Regions from separate parts of the Mus musculus genome. Here region 1 is linked to region 2. A link is a contact called in public HiChIP or PLAC-seq data. All regions are on one chromosome and are shown on one strand. The core of a region is the stretch at or near the end of the contact, and the rest is flanking DNA. Distances in the headings are between cores, read along the strand shown. Region 1 holds the start of Ppp1r14a (protein phosphatase 1, regulatory inhibitor subunit 14A). Region 2 overlaps Ryr1 (ryanodine receptor 1, skeletal muscle).

Region 1 (4,608 bases), core at 1,667-4,166, 280 kb after region 2:
TGTGTCCGAAGAATGACTTTTTAGAGAGGAGGTAGGTTCAGATAGGATCTTTCTATGTAGCCAACAATGGCTCCTTGCGCTTATGTATTTGTGTGCCCAGTCATGTACTTGTAGGTAGAGGCCAGAAATCAATATCTGCTGTTTGCTTCAATCCACTTCCACTTTATATTTTGAGACAGGGTCTGTCACTAAACTTCCAGTTTGCTGATTCTGGTAGACCAGTTGGCTGGAGAACCCTAGGGGTCTCCTTGTCCCTAATTTTCTAGAACTATCACTATAGACAGGCACCTCCATACTCAGCTCTTTTTTTTTAAATGTGTATAAGCATTTGCCTGAATGTATGTATATATATATGCATAACATCTGGGTGCCTGGTGCCCTTATAGGTCAGAAGAGGACATTCGATCCCCTGAAATGGGCATTACAGTTGGTTGTAAGCAACCATGTGAGCTCTGGAAGTAGGACCCGGGTTCTCCGCACGAGCAGCCAGTGTTCTCTTTTTTTTCTTTTTCTTTCTTTCTTTCTTTCTTTCTTTCTTTCTTTCTTTCTTTCTTTCTTTTTTTGTTTTTTCGAGACAGGGTTTCTCTGTGTAGCCCTGGCTGTGCTGGAACTCACTCTGTAGACCAGGCTGGCCTCAAACTCAGAAACCTGCCTGCCTCTGCCTCCCAAGTGCTGGGATTAAAGGCGTGTGCCACCACACCCTGCTGCAGCCAGTGTTCTTAACCTCTGAGCCACCTCTCCTGCCTGTGCCAGGCTAACACTTGGGCTAGGAATCCTAACTCAGCTCCTCATGCCTGCAGGCCAAGCCCTGTCTGACTGCACCCGTTCTCCAGTCCAGTGTGTCCCCCTTTTGCCTGCGCCCAAGGCGCATAACTCCTACTGGCCTTTAGTACAGTGCTGGTTGAGAAGCAGACAAAAAAAGCAAATGGTTAAATCATACACACACACATACTCACGCGCGGGCGTGCACACACGCCTTGGTAAAGTGCTGTTGTGTGGCGCTGAGCTCAGGCACAGACTGCCTGCTCACCACCTGTGCGGCTTGAGCTCACCCAGACCCTCAGCAATAAGGAAGTGTGGTTCTTGCTGCTTCTGGCCTGAGTAAGACAACTTGCAAAGCCAGGATCTTCCCTTGACACCCTTGGTCACATTACCATCCACTTCTCCTTGTCATGTAATAAACTGGAGACAGCGCACCTACTGCCACTGCCGCAGCGTGAGCACTAGGGGGACTTGGTTCTGCGCTGCCTAGTACAGTGCCTGACATAGCACATGCTTGTGCATGCCCGAGTGCTGGGTGTATTCTTCAGGAGCCCTTGGAGGCCAGAAGAGGGCATCAGATTCCCTGAAACAGGAGTTACAAGTGGATGTGAGCCATCGTGTGTGTTTGTGTGTGTGTGTACATGTGTGTACATGTGTGTATGTGCTGGGAACTGAATCCGGTTCCTCTACAAGAGCAGCTGATGCTCTTAACTGCTGAGCCATCTCTCCAGGTACCCCTGCCTCCCATATTTGAGGTAATTCTCAGCATGTAGTCCAAGTTTACCTCGAATTTTCATCAGTCTACCTCGGCCTCTCTTGTACTGTCTTTACCACCCTTCCTCAATAGCTGAGATTCATGTGCGGGGTCCTTAGGCTTAGCACCAAGCCTCTTTACCAAGGGAGCCATCTCGCTCACCCAGGCTGTTGTCTGTCTGTCTATCTATCTATCTATCATTATCTATCTATCTGGGCAGGGTCCACAGCTCAGCTTGTCCTGGACTCTGAAGCTCACTCTGTAGCCTACCCTCACCTTGAATTCCTGAATCTCCCGCCTCCGCCTCCTAAGCACCCAAGTCACATGCTGTTGACACACTCAGTAAACAATGTGTACTGGGAGTGTTGGTATTCTGTCTGGACTCCACCCCCACAGTTACCTGGCAGCAGCCAGGTATGCTCCTCCCCATAGTTACCTGGCAACAGCCAGGTAGACCTGGCCCATTATAAAAGGGGCTGCTTGGCCCCTCCTCCCTTTCTTTCTCTCCTACTCTTGCCTCTCTTCCCTCTTGCCTCCTTGTTCCCCCTCTCTCCCCATTCCTTTACCCCCTCTCTCCACGTGGCCATGGCCGGCCTCTACTTCTCTACTCTCTCCTTCTCTCTGCCTTTCTCTGCCTCTTAACTCTCTTCCCCATGCCCTGAATAAACTCTATTCCATGGTATACCGTCAGTGTGGCTGGTCTCTCAGGGGGAAGGGATGCCTTGGCATGGGCCCGCCGAGACATCCCCTTCCTCACACCCCCCAGAACATGTTCTTGTACAGCTTTATCTCTTTTTATGATCGCAACAGGAACAAGTGAATAAATGGAAATAAGTGGATGGAAAAGTGCGTGAATGAGCGGGGTAAACTAAAAGATGATTCAAGCACTGGCTTAACACTCCTGGGGTCCGTTTCCGATCACCTTCTGGGAGCAGGGGTGAGAAAGAAAAAGTTGAGTGTGGTGGCTCAGGTCTGGAATCGCATCACTTAGAAGGTGGAGACAGGAGGTTTAGGAGTTTAAGGCCAGACTAATAGGTCCCTCTTAAAAAGAGAAACTTCAGTGGGATCCCCCTCCCGTACAGCTAGGCCTGGCGCCCTTGCAACACCCTTCGCTGCCGCCAGAGGGAGCACAGGACGGACCCTAGAGCGTGTCCTGGGACCCCGCCCGGAGATGCCTGCCCTGGGGCACTCTAAGATGGGCACCCCGCCCCCACCCATCTGAACCCCCGCAGGACCCCGGGCTTGAAGGCTGCACATTAGCCAGCTTGCCTCTGCAGGAAGGGAAACTGAGGCCCGGCGATCGGGGAGGGGCGGGTCCCAGAGCACGAGCCCCCGCCCCCGGTGGCCCCGCCCCGGCCATTAAGATCCCGGAGCGCGAGGCAGGGCGCAAAGTAGGGGCAGCGGGTGACGGTACGATGGCTGCGCAGCGGCTGGGCAAGCGCGTGCTGAGCAAGCTGCAGTCCCCGTCGCGGGCCCGCGGCCCGGGGGGCAGCCCCAGCGGGCTGCAGAAGCGGCACGCGCGAGTCACGGTCAAGTACGACCGACGGGAGCTGCAGCGACGGCTGGACGTGGAGAAGTGGATCGACGGATGCTTGGAGGAGCTGTACCGCGGCAGGGTGAGACTCAGAGGGGCCGGGGCTGAGGGACGGAGGTAGCCTAAGACCCTGCAACCCTGCGACCTCGGTGACCCTAGTACTTGCTCGCTGGTGCACCGACTGCGGCCTTTGCTAGGATTCATGGCCCGAGGCGCTGGTCTCGGTGCTTAGAGGCATCCAGCTCGCGGACACTCAGACATGCACCCAGGATCCCCAGACATGTGTGCGTCCAATCAACCCAGACAACTGGGAAGGGCTGGGGATGAGATGGGGGGTGGCGGGCAGAGCCAACATATTGAGAGAACGGATAGGGACAGGGGATGTCCTTAAGCCAAACATAGACATGGGTGACAAGGGAGATAGGACAGCAGAGACTCTCAGCAGAGGAAACAACAATTTTCACAGATGACGGAAGTCACAGCCACTCAGACATAGCACCAAAGTGAGCCACACACAAACTCACAGGAACACAAGTGGATTAAGTTAAGGGACAACATGGCCTGCCATGGAATACTGACATGCACGCACAACACAACCCCCCTGGGCGCCAAGTGAAGAGATACAGCTGGGCACAGATACACATCAGTTCCAGCTGGGGTGCTCCAAGCTCCAATAGCTATCCAGGGACACAGAGTGACTCAAGTTACATGGGCCATTATCTGCTGCCAAAAAAGAAAAGTATGGCTGTCTACAAACAGAGTGGCAGATGTTAAAGTTCTGTGTGCATGTGCACGCGCGCACGCACGCATGCACACACACACACACACACACACACACGTCTGTGGAAATTACACACGGAACTGGTAAAAGTGTCCCAGGAACACAGAACACTAGAAACCAAGGTAGGCAGGGCCGCTAACGCTTGTGACCTCAGCACTTGAGAGGTGAAGGCTGGAGGGTTAGGGGTTCAAGGACGACCTTGGATAAGGAGACCCTGTCTGAAAAGTCTAAAACAAACCTGGCATGGTGCACCTCACACCTTTTAGACTCAGCATTGAGGAGGCAGAGGCAGAGAGATCTCTGTGAGTTCGAGGCCAGCCAGTTCTACAGAGTGGGTTCCAAGTCATCCAGGGATACACAGAAAGACCCTATCTTAAAAAAAAGAAAAAGAAAAAAAAAGATAAATAAAGATAGTCCCTACAGCTTGCCATGTCTGACCTGGGACAGCCACACTAGAGAGGCAGCCACACTGGCTACACTCTCTCAAGGCAAGTAGGCCCCTCAGTCTCGGGCCCAGCACACTTAGATGCCAGAGATCCCTTCTCCCACACAGGACAGCACCCTCATTGCCCAGCTGGGCAGCAGAGCTGGCAAAGTAGAAGCTTAGGTCCAGTGGTCTCTGGCCCAGGACAGCTGGATCTTGTCCACAACATGTTCAGATATCCTTTGTATCACCACCACGAGGCCTTAGCCTCCCCTCAGAGATGATTCCTGTTAGCCGGCCATGGTGGGCCTAGGTGGTCACTTCTCTGACTGAGCAGCCTGTGATGTGGCCCA
Region 2 (4,282 bases), core at 764-3,263:
ACAGCTGGGTAGTGTCATGGCTGTCACAGGAAGGCATGGGCTCGCGATTGTTCAGATCATCATCTGACAGGATCTAGACTCAACTAGAAGACACACTTCTGGACACGTCCATGAGGAAGTTTCTAGATCGGGTTATTGAGACAGGAAGACCTAGCCTGAATGTGGCCCCAGTGTGGGTTTGGAGTCCCAGAATGAATTAAAAAAAAAAAAAAAGCAAGTTTCTAAAATAATGACTATGAGACTTAATTATTCATGAATAAATGCCTAGGCCATACACTTGGGCTTCTTCCCTGACTAGCTCATAACTTACTTAACACATTTATTCTATTCTGAGTACCACATGGCTAGCTACCTCTCCTTGGCTTCAGGTGTCTGTCTCCTCAGAGTTCCAGGAGAATCTCTTCCTGTGCCTGATGCTATCCCACAGTTCCTCTCTCCCTGCTGGAACTCCCACCTCCTACTTCCTGCCTCAGCTTGTAGGTCATTGGCTTTTGATTGACAGATGTTTCCACACAGTACACAAGAGATTCTCCCTACAAAGGCATTCTTCTCGAACGGCTTTCTGACTGGGGATTACAGTGACCAGCCACCTTGTGCTCTTGCCGCCACGGTGGACTGTATTCTCAAAGTAGGGTCAGAACAATCCCTCTTCCCAAGTTGCCTTTGCTGGTCACATTGGGTAGAAATGTGACTAATGCAAGGGTCGGAGCTGGAGGTGAACCCCAGTTGTATCCAGATGGGGTGCTCATCTGGTATGCATGAGGCCCTGGACATGATCCCCAGCATCACCTAAAACAGGATGGTGTCACATGGCTGGCATCTCAGGGAGAGGCTGGAGGATCACAAGTTCAAGGGCAACCTTGACTATGTTGAGAATTGGAAGGACCAGAAAGTTAGTGTGAGGTGACGGGGAGAGAGGGATCAGGGAGGAACACTGTCATTACTAGGAGCTGAAGAAAGTGCAAGAACTCTTACAAGCTCCAGGATGCATGCCTAGCCTCAGAGCTGAGACCAGAATGGCTTCATGCGGGAGGGGGAAGAGTCTCCAAGCTGGAACCCGAAGGAGGTGTTACCAGAATGGGTGATGGGTGATGGGAGAGAATGTTCCAGGTACTCAAAACCACATGGTACACCACCAATGGGGAAGAGAGGATTCGCTGGGAGAGGCCTGGGTGTGTATCAAGGCCCTGGGCTCCAACCTAATCACACATGGACCAAAGTTTATTTTATTTTATTTTGAGAGGTAGGAGACTAGATAGTTGGATCAGCTCCTCTACCAAAGGACCCAGGTTCAATTCCCAGACACACCATGTGGCCATGTGGTTGTAACTGTCTGTAACTCAGACATACATGTAAGCAAAAACCATATATGGAGAGAGAGAGAGAGAGAGAGAGAGAGAGAGAGAGAGAGAGAGAGAGAGAAACTGCTTTTTGCTTTCATGAGGAACTGAAATAAGTTTGGTGGGGCTGAAGAAAGAAGCTACTATGAACAAAGACAAGGAGGGAGATGAAGAAGTGACCGATTATGTTGATGCCCGGGCCCAAGTATTGGTAGGCAGCATTTAATTTGGAAAGTAAGATGTCAGGCGAAGGGGTGTGGCTGTTAGGCTTGGTACAGGGCAGAGAAAGGTCAATGCAGAAGAGCAGAAGTGGAAGGAAACATGTGGTCCTAGAGGAACTGAAAAAGGACCAGGAAGCCAAAAATTAGAAGCAATAAGGACTGTGGTTAGACTCAGGTAGGGCCAGATCTCTGATTTTTCGTTTTGTTGTGTCTTTTTTTGTTGGCAGGGGGTGAGGGGTTAGTTCTGAGCCAGGGTTTCTCTGTGTAGCCCTGGCTGTCCTGGAACTCAGAGATCCATCTGCCTTCCTCTGCCTTCCCAAGTGCTGAGATTAAAGATGTGGACCACCACCATCCCACATCTTCCTTTTGGGCCTTCCTGCGGTAGCTCTGGGAAGTCCCAGGTGGCCAGGCCAGAGGGAGTAGGCGAGTTGTTTGCTCTGAGTCATCCCACTCAGGGAGTACAGAAAGTTGCCTTTCCAACAGCAATGCCCACAGCTGCTGTGGATGATCCTGCGAGCCTCAGCTCCATGGCCCAGCTACAGCCATGCCACCAACGATCTGAAGGCACTTTTGTCTTGTTTTGAGATAAGGTCTTGCTGTGTAGCCCTGGCTGGTGAGGAACTCACAGAGATCCACGTGCCTCTGACACCCCAGTTCTGGGTTAAATGCATGAGCCACCACACCCACACCCAGCTTCTTTTTTTTTTTTCCTCTTCATTTTCTTAAGTAGTAATTGATGGGGGAAGGGCTCAGTCCATTGTGGATGGGGCCACTTCTGGGCTGGAGGTCCTGGGTTCTATGAGAGAGCAGGCTGAGAAAGCCACGAGGAGCAAGCCAGTAAGCAGCACCCTTCCATGGCCTCTGCATCAGCTCCTTCCTCCATGTTCCAGCCCTGCTTGAGTTGCGACCCTTACTGCTTTGGGGGATAAACTGTTGGATGGAACTGTGAAACAAACCTGTTCCTGCTTAAGCTGCTCTTGGCCAGTTGTTTCACCACAGCAACAGTAACTCTAATGAAGCTATTTAGTAACTTGCGAACGGGCATGGGGGAAGGGCTCACCGTCATCATGTCATCACACTTCATGTCAGGCTCGTCCTCATCTTCGCTCTTGTTGTAGAATTTGCGGAAGAAGTTGAAGGCCACCACTGTATACAAGTAGACCACTACGGCCAGGAGCCCTACGGTCATCACCAGCTGGGGACAGGTGAGCACTCGTCAGCTCTAGGTCCTTCTAGATAGGGCCCTCAATTCTCTGACCCTTTGGATTCTGGAGCCTCTTCCACGCTCCATTCTGCCCTCTCCCAGAATGCCCTAGGCCTGTTGTGGTGGTGCATGCCTTTAATCCCAACAGTCGGGAGGAAGAGGCAAGCAGATCTCTGAGTTCAAGGCCAGCCTGGTCTAAACAGTGAGTTCCAGAACACTCAGGGCTACATAGACTGGAGCGTCTGAAATAACCTCCCCACAACGCACAAGAACAAACCAAAGAATGTTCTAATCTTGGCTCAGACCTTTTCAGATTACCACGCCTCTCCCCTCTCGGGAAGCCCCTCCCCTCCCACCACTCTAAGACACCTCTTTACCCCCGCCCCTCAAAGATGACTCCGCCCTCACTTCCTTGTTCCCACAAACACAGCTATCATGCCCACTTCCCCAGTATCTCTTGATCACCACCCCTCTCCCTCTGCCACTCCCACACCTCCACGCAGGCCCCTGCCAGGTCCTCTCCACACCTGCTTTCCATTGTGAGTGACAGATGAAAGGATGGTGCGGAGCGTCTTGACTCCCATGGCGATGTCCAGGAGGTGGGCAGCAAAGAAGAAGTTATTGTAGTGCCCCAGGAGGGACATCACCATGTACCAGCCCAGATACAGGAAAGACTGAATATAAACGGGTCAGAGTCAGGAAACATGCGAAGATGCCTCAGAGCAAGGGCAGACGCAGTCTCTGCCTAGGGGAGTATCTATCTGCTCCAGAGCAGAAGAGGACCAGGGAGCAGATCAGCTACAGGAGACCCACAACAATGGGAAGGACGTTCCGAGGACAGGGGACACAGGCTTAGGAATCTTTCTGGGGTCAGGGAGTCCTGGGCACATTCCCACCCTAGGGGCTTTGCACGAGCTATTCCCTCATTCAGACTCCTTCCTTTCCTGGGGCAACCTTCTCCATCCATAGCCCCCCTTACGTTGTCTGTGAAGATGACTCCAAACTTCCAGATCTGGTATTTGACATCGATAGACATGATCCTGAGGGAACAGGAAGGGAGACAGCCAGATGCCTGGGCGTCAAGGCACTAGCCATGTCCCCTGGCCCATCTCCGGCATAGGTGTCCCCCTCACCATGTCAGCAGGCCCGGTGGAGGGTCAGGTTTGCGCTCATTGTGGGCTGTGATCTCCAGAGAGGCCAGATCCATGCCCAGCAGCTCCGCAATCCGCTCCCGCCCAAAGATGTCCCCGTGTTTGTCCAGAACCTGTAGGAGAGAGTGCCAGGCTGGAGTTGGGGAAGGGGACATTGCCTGTAGAGGGTTTCTAGGGTCACTCAACTTTACATGAGACATAGGGGGAGCATTTTTTTGGGAGGAAGGGCCTGATTTCTGCAGACAAGGAGGGAGGTCCAACATCTGGCAGATGCAATAGCCAAATTAATAGGGAAACCACTGTTTGGAGAGGCAGACAGAGGCTGTGTAACCGGGACCCCGTCCTCTAGAGCAGTTTGATGCACTC

The links. HiChIP or PLAC-seq counts read pairs in DNA pulled down with a chosen protein or histone mark.
Region 1: a contact with region 2 is called in a FOXA1 HiChIP or PLAC-seq map of pancreatic cancer cells. The contact joins the promoter of Ppp1r14a here to the enhancer-like site in region 2. A contact is called at or near these places in 6 of 39 promoter capture datasets (the 3T3-L1 cell line, 3T3-L1-derived adipocytes, cranial neural crest and 2 more), 4 of 115 datasets of contacts at active chromatin or transcription factors (embryonic midbrain, embryonic stem cells, pancreatic cancer cells and 1 more) and 1 of 9 other capture datasets (embryonic stem cells).

What each region holds. Positions count from the first base shown.
Region 1 is chr7:29,286,404-29,291,011 of GRCm38.p6, forward strand. It overlaps Ppp1r14a (protein phosphatase 1, regulatory inhibitor subunit 14A), which reads left to right and starts at 2,917. Exons shown (of 4, transcript NM_026731.3): 1 at 2,917-3,132. The coding sequence starts at 2,932. It overlaps Gm45977 (a long non-coding RNA gene), which reads right to left and starts at 1,896. Exons shown (of 4, transcript XR_003946629.1): 1 at 1,793-1,896.
Region 2 is chr7:29,005,763-29,010,044 of GRCm38.p6, forward strand. Ryr1 (ryanodine receptor 1, skeletal muscle) reads right to left here. Exons shown (of 106, transcript NM_009109.2): 98 at 3,899-4,029; 99 at 3,745-3,805; 100 at 3,293-3,439; 101 at 2,622-2,756. Among named protein-coding and RNA genes, the nearest start is that of Gm38979, 22 kb to the right of the region's middle. Within about 2 kb of position 2,014, at least 92 of the 459 cell types and tissues checked have an H3K27ac peak or open chromatin away from gene starts, as enhancers often do. A contact at or near this core is called in pancreatic cancer cells, where this site is marked.